2 separate regions of the Sus scrofa genome follow, and region 2 is linked to region 1. A link is a contact called in public Hi-C data. All regions are on one chromosome and are shown on one strand. Each heading gives the region's core, a stretch centred on a gene start, on an enhancer-like site or on the middle of the called end of the contact. The rest is flanking DNA. Distances are from core to core; before and after follow the strand shown. Region 1 holds the start of MORC2 (MORC family CW-type zinc finger protein 2). Region 2 has its middle 26 kb from the start of SMTN.

Region 1 (4,805 bases), core at 1,363-3,862:
GATTTGCATACATTTTAGGGAAAGGTTATTTAAATCATGGGTTTAATCAAGTTATTAGCACATACAAACTTATATTGGATGAGGAGGAATATCCCAGAAAAGGAAAGCCAACTGTTTTCTGAGGAAAAAAAATTTCTTCTCACAAGTTGTCACTTAAATGTCTTCCTTTTTTTCTTTTTTCCTTCTTAAAAAGAAAACACTTGTTACAACCTGTTTGGCTGTTGTCACCAAAGAAGAGAAGTTGATACTAGAATAGTCCAATTTTTGGCCATCCAAAGAATACGTGTTGGATTCCTAGCAAACGCTTGATTGAAATGACAACATATTGACTTCAAGTAATTAGTTTGCATTTGAACAAATAAATTTCGATCCAATAAAGAGCATATTCTTCTGGATTAGCAACAAACATTTCACTGATCTCAGTTCTTCCATACAGAGCTCAAGACTCATCCAGGGACACATCCCGAAAAGTAAAAATGCAAATTTTTCTGGGAAAAGGATTCCCATATTAATATCAAGCAATGAGTTATCACTGACCTCATTGGTACCTACAGGATACTTACGAATTTGTGTGTAGATATTCAAAGGTTAGCTGAGCTCGATTCAGACTGCTGTAATTTGTGAAAGCCATGAGTGCAGTGAGGTCTCCAGTTCTTTACCCACTAACTGGGAACTATAAGCTTATTAATGGAATAGATTTTTTTCAGGATTCTGAAATCTGTACTCCTCAAACAAGGTTACCTAGTGAATCTATCCACAGTATATTCAGAGATGTCTAAAACAATTGATTTTGCTTTTAAATTTTCTTAATCTTCTCAGTGACTATGATGTAATATTTTGGAAAGAACTACGTCATAAACCTGCAGTTTTAAGGAAGAGTTAGCGTTAATTTGTGATAGTTCAGATTTGAATTGAAATGTTGTTGGTCTGGAGTAGATGATACTGGAGTTGGCAATTACTGCTCCATCTTCACGTTCTTCGAGCGTTTTTTTCAGTTCCTCTAAATTTCCTGTGAGGAAATTTACCAGTCCAGAAATTCACCAATCCGTAAATTCAGCAACTTATGTCATAAAATTGGACAACCACCCATGTCTTCGCCATCAATGATCCCAGGATCCTTAAAGAAGCCCCAGACTGGCGACCATGTTGTTGATGGAGTGCATATGGCGTTAGTTCCGGCTTCACCACCTCCCAAATGAAAGATTTCCAAAGCGCTGAAGACCGATTTCTGTTTTTCAAAGCCTGGACCAAACCTAGCCTGAGGTCCGTCCCACTTTCCTCAGGGTAGTGGGTCAAATTACCTCACACAGACCCATTAAGTCGCCTCAGACCTGACCCGCCCAAATCAACTCAGGCGAGTTGCGCCCCTCCCCCACTTCCCTCAGACAGCGGCCTCAGCCTCTCAGGCGCTCGGTCCCGTGTTCTCCTCCTCACATAGAGAAGATAGTCCCAGCTTTCAAGGCCCGGATTGAGGGCAGTGACGAGTACACTACCCGAGCGGGCGTTGCCCTGCGCTCACAGCTGCAGCTGCCTTTGTCCCTCCCCACGGAATTGGAACCCAACAACCGCAGCGCGCTCTTGGAACCATGTGCTGCCTCCGCCTCCGCCGCTGCCGCCACCGCCGCCGCGAGACCACAGCCCGCACTGCGCTGGATGATATGGTGACCGGACTCAACACCACAAAATTCGGCGTCTAGGTCTCCTCCGCCGCTGCTATCGCTGGCGTCTCTGCCACCTCAGCCAGCGCTTTGTCTCCGCTAGTGCACACAGCCCGGGCCGCCTCGCGCACTCCCCGACGCCCCAAGCCCCCGAGGCCTCCGCGGCGTATTCGGCCAATCACAGAGCCGCAGATCCTCCCGCCCCCGCTCTGATGCGACGCCTTCTGATTGGTAGGTAGCGTGTCTCCACGTGACCGGATCTTGTTAGCTGGGCCCTCCCCTGTCACGTGAGTGAGCGCGCCTCTCTTCCTGCTTTCTTGACCCTCTCCGCCATTTAAAGAAACAGTACCGGGGGCGGGCCGAGCGACGCAGCCGGGACGGCAGCTGCGGCGCGGACCGGAGGAGCCATCTTGTCTCGTCGCCGGGGAGTCAGGCCCCTAACTCGAAGAAGCCCTGGCGCGCCCTCCCCCCCTCCCCGGTCTGGTAGGGCGAAGGAGCGGGCGCGCGGTCGATCGAGCGATCGGTTGGCGGCTCTTTCTCCTGCTCTGGCATCCAGCTCTTGGGGCGCAGGCCCGGCCGCCACGGCGCGCGCCCGGTGGCCGTTGGCGTTCGCGCCGCGTCTTTCTTCTCGTACGCAGAACTCGGGCGGCGGCCTATGCGTTTGCTATCCGACGAGGAGTCGTCCGGGTGGTCGGCGGCGGCGGGCAGTTGCTCCGCCCCGCTCCTGGGGAGGCGGCGGCGGCGGCGGCGGCGGCGGCGGGATTTGGCACGGCCGGGGAAGCTGGGGTGGCCGGGGCCGGCCTGGAGGCCTGGCACCACCCTTCGGGGCCTGCAAGGACCCAATTGGGGGGACAGGAGGGAGCCGGGGGATGGTTGGTGGTGGGCTTTCTACTTTGTCTTTTCCTCCTTATGCCGCCTTAGTGAGGGGCGGGAGCGCTGGAGGCCGCTCCGGGGTGGAGAGACAAGCTCCGGAGTCGGAAGAGCTGGGTTTGCTTCCGGGCCTAACCACCAGCTGGCCGAGTGACCTTAGGCAAGTCACTCTGTAATTTATCTGCGCCTCAGTTTCCTCCTTCTCCATCAATGTTTGTGGGATTGAAAGCGCTTTGTAAACTGTAAAGCGTCGCTGTATGTAAGGGATGATTATTGTTCGTAATGGCTTGGTTTTTTGTTTTTTGGTTTTTTTTTTTTGGAGTTGTAAGAAAACTTAGAAATTGCCCAATCCTTGGATTTTGAACCTGGAAACCTTGGATTGGAGGTGGAGATCCCCAAACTCCTTGAAATTGTATGCAGAAATTAGGGGGAATGTGCATTTTAGAGAATGAGAAGCCATCGCCAGCAAGTTTTCATTGGGGGCTGTGACCCAGAAGAATTAAGAACCACATTTCCTTTGTCACAAGGAGGAAACTGAGGCCAGATGTCATTTGGGACCCTTCACAACCAATTCGAAGCCCCTGTTTGAATCCCTGAGATATGTGAGCTGTTCTGTGCATAGTGGATATTCGTGGTAACAACACTCCACTTCTTGGCTTCTATTTTGAGTTCTTTCACCATGGGTTGCCTAAAGGGTGACTGATGCTTAAAGGTACAGTGGCACCCAGCATAAAGCAGCTAAAACTGGGCATGGATATGTTCTCTAGTATCAAGAAGCTTATTTAATCTTTGGCCCAACAACTTTTTTTTTTCTGGTGCCTGACTACCTTTCTGACTCTTCATTGACCATTTTCTATGACCATGGTTGCCATCCGTTACTTTCCCCTATTTTATATTCCTAGTCTGTGTGGTTGGTAGTGAGCAGGCTTATTTTTAAATGGTGCTGCCAAGTCCAACTAATTAATGGTGCAGGTGGATTTTTAGCAAGCTGGCTCACTAGAACAGACTGAACCAGGCATGGAATTCTTGAAAATGTTTGGGGGGTTGAGTCTTTATTAATTGAAGGTTAACGTTTTCTGAGAAGTTTTGTTAGAATTTTCTGCTGAACCTCAAAATCAGATTGAAAGTGTTTCAACCTTAAATTTTTTCTGGTCTGCTTTGTATTCTATTTGCTTGCAAGTGTGTTACTAAGATGGCCAAAATGCCAGTTTTTGCTTCTTTGTTAATTGTCAGCTGCTTTTATCAAATATCAGGCAGTTATCCAGCAAACACTATAGAAATGTTTGAACAGTTGGCTTTCAAACATTTTCATTTTGTGGAGTGGTGCTTACCATTGGTACAGCTCTAAGCAAGCAAACGCAAACACTTTTAAGTGTATTTTGTCTGTTAGGTGTTAGCCGGTTCTGCTATTTCATACAAATGTCTGGAAATCAATTGACTATTCCCTTTACCTAGAGGGCAGAGACAAATGATCTCAATTCCAGAGAAATGACTGTTTTGGAGAAAACTGTGTTGGTCTTTTAGCTCTTTTGTAATTAAATCTGGATGTACCTCAAAAGAATCTTAAGACTGGTGATAAAATGCTTTCCTCAGGAGAAAGGAGGAAAAAAACCAACTGGAACTCAAAGCTTGAAATTCTTTGACAAACATAAGATATCCAGGATGGGAAGTTGAAAGGGTTTCACTACATAGCGTTCTGCACTAGCTGGAGCAGATGTCTTTCAGTGTGGTTATGGCGTGGACTTCAGATTTTCAAGAACTGGATCTGGGACCTGGAAGAATTATCAAGATGTGACACGAAGTTGGGAGCTGGATTTTTTTATTTTTGAATTTATGGACTCTTGTCCTTGCTTTGAGAAAAGACAATGACTGAGCAAGCACTGCCACCAGCGCTGTTACTGGGAATTCGGAGACCTGAGTTTTTGCCAGATCCTCGGTGCAAACTCTGGCGACGCTCCATCCAAAGTGAAAAACGGTACTTGCCATTTTCCAAAATGCCTTATTCTGTACCGTCTCTGCACTTTCATTCACACCCTCCTCTCTACCCTGAAATGCCTTCCTTTGCTTCTTCAACTGTCAAAGCTCTGCCGTTTCTTCAGTATCCAACGCAGATGCTCTTTCCTCCATGAGACTCTTAAGCCAGAAATATCTTTGTTTTATAACTTGAGGGAGTTTCCTTTATGGCACAGCGGAAATGAATCTGACTAGCATCCATGAACACTCAGGTTCAATCCCTGGCCTTGCTCAGCAGGTTATGATCCAGCGTTGCCGTGAGCT
Region 2 (4,672 bases), core at 1,814-4,313, 54 kb after region 1:
CTAGGGGTCAAATCAGAGTTACAGCTGCTGGCCTAAACCACAGTCATAGCAACTCAGGATCCAAGCCACGTCTGCGACCTACACCACAGCTCATGGCAACACCAGATCCCGACCCACTGAGCAAAGCCAGGGATCAAACCCATATCCTCGTGGATACTAGTTGGATTCATTTCAACTGTGCCACAACAGGAACTCCTCAAACTATTTTTTAAGAAAGAGGTTGATATGGAAAAGGGGCTAATAAGACATTAAGTCAAAAAAGAAAAACACTGAATAAAATATACGATTCCCATTGGTGTAAACAATAAATAAAATTTAAAACCCTCATGTATGTATAAATAAATGCAGAGAATCTTGTCTTGAAATCTCCGCCTCACGCTTTTGACAATCTACACTTCCCGGGAAGAGAGTAGGAATGAGGGGCTAGAGACGGGGGACTTTTACTTTACCCTGAAAGTAGATTCCTTGGGTAATTTTTTTATAATTTAAAAAATCAAGCAGAAAAAAAGAAAGAAAAGCAATGCAAAGGAGAGGCTAGAGGCTGCATGTTATCCATCTCCTTGTACCTCTTTTTACAATTATTGGGGCCATGGACTTAGGGAATTGGTATTTGTAAGCAGTAAGTTGGATGTGTCTAGACTTAGGAAGGATTTAAGGAAAGATCTAGTCCAGGGTCTTTGCTCTGTAGATGGAGAAACTGAGGCCCAGGGAGGATCTGGGAGCTGTCCAACGCCAGAGCTCATTGGACCCAGGCCCGGGCTGAAGTCCAGGCCTCGGCCGAAGCTCCCAGTTCTGCCCCCGCACTGCACTCTGCACAAATTGTTTCGTGTCTCTGGGAAGGGGGAGTTTATAAATTTGGCCACATTTTGGAACAACAGAGCCATAAATGGACATGCCCGCGGGAGGCTGGGAGGTACCTGACCTTTGAGGCTGGGAGTGGGGAGAGGAAGGGAGAACAGCGCAGGCAGACCCAGCCATGGCCCAGATTCTTGCTTTCAGGGGAAACTAAAACTGGAGAAAGGAGTTCATCCAGAGGTGGCTGCAGATAAATTGAGTAAACATGGAGGGCCAGATGGACCCGGTTCAAAATGCCCCCTTTGCCACTGGGTGGGAGGGATCTGGCGTTGGGATTGGCTGGGTGGCCTTGGCCAAATGCCTTTACCTCTCTGATCCTAACTAGCCACCAAATCCCGTGAATGATGAGAACATGTGAAAAGACTGTGAAAACGCTAATGACCAGGCCCGAACTGTGACTTACAGAAAGTCAGACTCTTCTAGAATGGGTGCCCAGAAACTGTATTTTCTAGAAGCATCCTGGGGTAGTCTGCATTATTAAAGAAATGGACTTCAGGAACCAAGGACACCCAGGCTCTTTTCGAGGGGTGGGGGGGGCAGTTCCTAGACTAGGGATCAAACCCATACCATAGCAGTGACCTGAACCACACCAGTGAAAATGCCAGATCCTTAACCCACTGAGCCACTAGGGAACTCCCATCCAGGCTTTTAAAACAGGCTCCTCAAAAAAAAAAAAAAATTATTATTATTATTATTTTTGTCTTTTCTAGGGCCCCACGCATGGTATATGGAGGTTCCTAGGCTAGGGGTCGAATCAGAGCTGTAGCTGCCGGCCTACACCACAGCCACAGCAATGTGGGATCCAAGCCACATCCGTGGCCCACACCACAGCTCACAGCAACGCCAGATCCCCAACCCACTGAGCAAGGCTAGGGATCGAATCCACAACCTCATGGTTCCTAGTCGGATTCATTGACCACCAAGCCATGACAGGAACTCCCCCAAAATTATTTTTTTATTAGACTCTGTTGCCTATAGAGAAAAGCCAGACTGCTTAGCACAGCATTCAAGGCCTCCAAGCCACAGAACAGCTTTGTCCCTCACCTCAGACATGCGTATCCATCTCTTCATTGCCTAAACAAACAAGGTGGAGTGTCCCCCCACACTGTCCCAGACAAAAACCATGTCCCTGCCTTCTCTGGGCATGCAAAATGGTGGTAAATTAAACTCCACACCCTATAGTTCTCTTCCTTTTCCAAATAAGTTTGTTTTCAACTTCCAAACCTCTCTTCAAGCTCTTCCTGCCAGTCGAACAGTCCTCCCCCATCCCACCTGGCTTCCCTTTTGATGGAAAGCCCACCTGAAATCCCCTCTTCTGTGAAGCTTTCATGGGTCTCTGCACCTCCAAACTGAATCACCACACACTCAGGGCTCTCCCCTCCAAATGAACGAACAAATGAATGAGCCAAATTCCTGACTGACTGGCCTCCCAGCCCTGGCACACAGTTGGCACACAGTTTGTAGCCAAAAACATTACTTGAATATAATGAAATCTGGATTCTCTCTGCCAACTCTGAATGCAACAACCACTGGAAAACATTCAGCCAGCCAGCAAACATTTATTGAGTGTCTACTATGTGCCTGGCACATGTAAACACAGAGCATTCTGGAAGGGGTTAAGTGTGATCAGCACTATGAGAGAGTACCATTGAGAGATGCTGTTTCATAGACAGTAGCCTGGAAGCCCATTGGAGAAGGTGGAATTAGAGGTGACACCTGAAGAATGAGACAGAGCTGGCCAAGAAGGCTGACCTGATTTGGGTTTGAGAAGAGCTCTGGATTCTAGGTGGTGAGTGGAGATGGGGTGGGGACAGTGGCCAGAGCTAAGGGATGCAATTAACAGCCTGGTGGAGAGGGAGGGACCCCATCACAAGAAGACAGACGCCAGGGGGCCTGCTGCTTGGGTGGGACACCTGACCTTTCAAACCTTAGATTCTTTGATTCTGAGTCGTGTCTATGTTTTAAACACACACACACACACACACACATTCTCTCTCTCACACACAACACAAATAAAGAAAACAAAACCCCTCAGAGCTCAGAAGCTGGCTAAAGCCCAAAGATTGTTTTAAAAATATATGTATATTTCCCACTGAATCTTCAGTTTTGTGTTTCCAGCAGCTGGCATGCACCCAAGGGGACAAGTTAGCTGGGACAAACAGGCTTCTGTCCCTCTGTCATTGTACTCTGGTTCGTGGCTTCTAAGAGGGTCATTTCCTGTGGCCTCAGCAGGGCCGGGAGGGTGATATGTGGGGGCCAGGCCTTCCCACGGATGCAGCTGGGTTGGGTGCATTTCCCGAGAGGACACTGCTCTGGGGAAGGGGGTTGGGCAAGTGAAAGGCAGCCCATGAGGTCAAGCTAGCAGCTCTGGCCCAACAGTTCATTATTAAGTCAGTTACTAGAGACTTAACAAAACAATGTGGTGAGGTTTCCAGGTGAGCCTATAGCAGGAGTTCCTGCTGTGGTGCAGTGGGTTAGGAATCCAACTGTAGCAGCTTGGGTCACTACAGAGGTGTGGGTTCACTCCCAGGCCTCGCACAGCAGGTTAGGAGATCTGGCGTTGCTGCAGCTGCAGTGCAGGACTTGGCTGTGGCTTGGATTCAAATCCCTGGCCCAGGAACTTACTTACGCCATGGGCGTGGCCATTAAAAAAAAAAAGCCTATAGCATTGATATCAGAGTCATCTGTCTGGGTAGGATGAGAGGGACCCAGCTCAGGAGAGGTCATAAACCACTTGATTTCAAGACTCATCAAATTCAGGCCAGGTGACCTACAAATGGTCCTCTGCGGTGAGGTTGGGCTGTGACTGGAAGACAGACAAGCCCCTCCCCCACTGCAGACCAATCAAGAGGCCCTGACTCTGGGACAGGGGACTCCAAACATGGGGCTCACTGAACGCCAAACACACAAATTCTTTTTTTTTCTTTTTAGGGCCGCACCCAAGGCATATGGAAGTTCTTGGACCTGGGGGTTGACTCAGAGCTGCAGCTGCTGGCCTACGCCACAGCCATAGCAACACAGGAGGGAGCTGCGTCTGGACCTACACTGCAGCTTTTGGCAAGGCCAGATCCTTAACCCACTGAGCAAGGCCAGGGATTGAATCCACATCCTCATCAATACCGGTCAGGTTCTTAACCCACTGAGCCACAGCAGGAAGTCTAAACACACAAATTCTGATTTTCCAGGGTCAGCCCTCCTGGTTACAGTCTGGTTCCTTAAACTGTTGCTTTGTCCCCAGGGAGAGTGGGGAGGCTTCCATGGCAGCACCAGGGCACACACATCAAATTCCTCCCACAAGCCTAAGAATCTTGTATCAGGATCATGCATCTTCCTCTCATGCCACTCACCCTTGCTCATTACCTCCAGTAGTGGCTAGCTCCTTTTGGGTTCCTTCTTCTTCCCTCAGGGTCTTTGTCCATTATGTTTCCTCTGCCTGAATTACCAGGGTAAGTGCTCAAGGCACTTTGACCTTTTCCTTTCCAGAGCTAACAATAGTGATTTGTGCAGTGATTTGCGCAATGCCATCTTCCTCCAGAGGCCACTGAAGACCGGCTACCATCTGCACCACGTGGCCTCCAAGGTTGAGATGGAAAGGGAAAGAGAAAAAGGACAGTGCCTAGGAGGTTTCTGTGCCCTAAGCCTCACACGTCTCTCTTGGTCACATTTCATTGGCTGGCATCAGTCACATGACTCCTCCTAACTTCAAGGGAGGGTGGGAAACGTGGTCTAGTTGAGTGTGGAAAAGGAAGACTTGGATATTTGTGCTGACTAGTTGACTGTGTCATAGCACACCATGGTTCCCCTGGGGGGCCCTGGA

Evidence for each region. Hi-C and Micro-C count contacts between places; a contact is called where the count stands out from the background.
Region 2: a contact with region 1 is called in a Hi-C map of liver, with 3 times the contacts expected there. The contact joins the enhancer-like site here to the promoter of MORC2 in region 1. A contact is called at or near these places in 3 of 5 promoter capture datasets (fetal liver and liver), 7 of 47 Hi-C or Micro-C datasets (embryonic fibroblasts, epiblast stem cells, fetal liver and 2 more) and 2 of 2 datasets of contacts at active chromatin or transcription factors (alveolar macrophages and skeletal muscle).

Annotation. Positions count from the first base shown.
Region 1 is chr14:47,797,820-47,802,624 of Sscrofa11.1, forward strand. MORC2 (MORC family CW-type zinc finger protein 2) reads right to left here and starts at 2,613. Exons shown (of 26, transcript XM_005670853.3): 1 at 564-2,613. The coding sequence starts at 631. It also overlaps LOC100525309.
Region 2 is chr14:47,851,393-47,856,064 of Sscrofa11.1, forward strand. No RefSeq gene overlaps it. Among named protein-coding and RNA genes, the nearest start is that of SMTN, 26 kb to the right of the region's middle. Within about 2 kb of position 3,064, at least 21 of the 83 cell types and tissues checked have an H3K27ac peak or open chromatin away from gene starts, as enhancers often do. A contact at or near this core is called in fetal liver, liver and skeletal muscle, where this site is marked.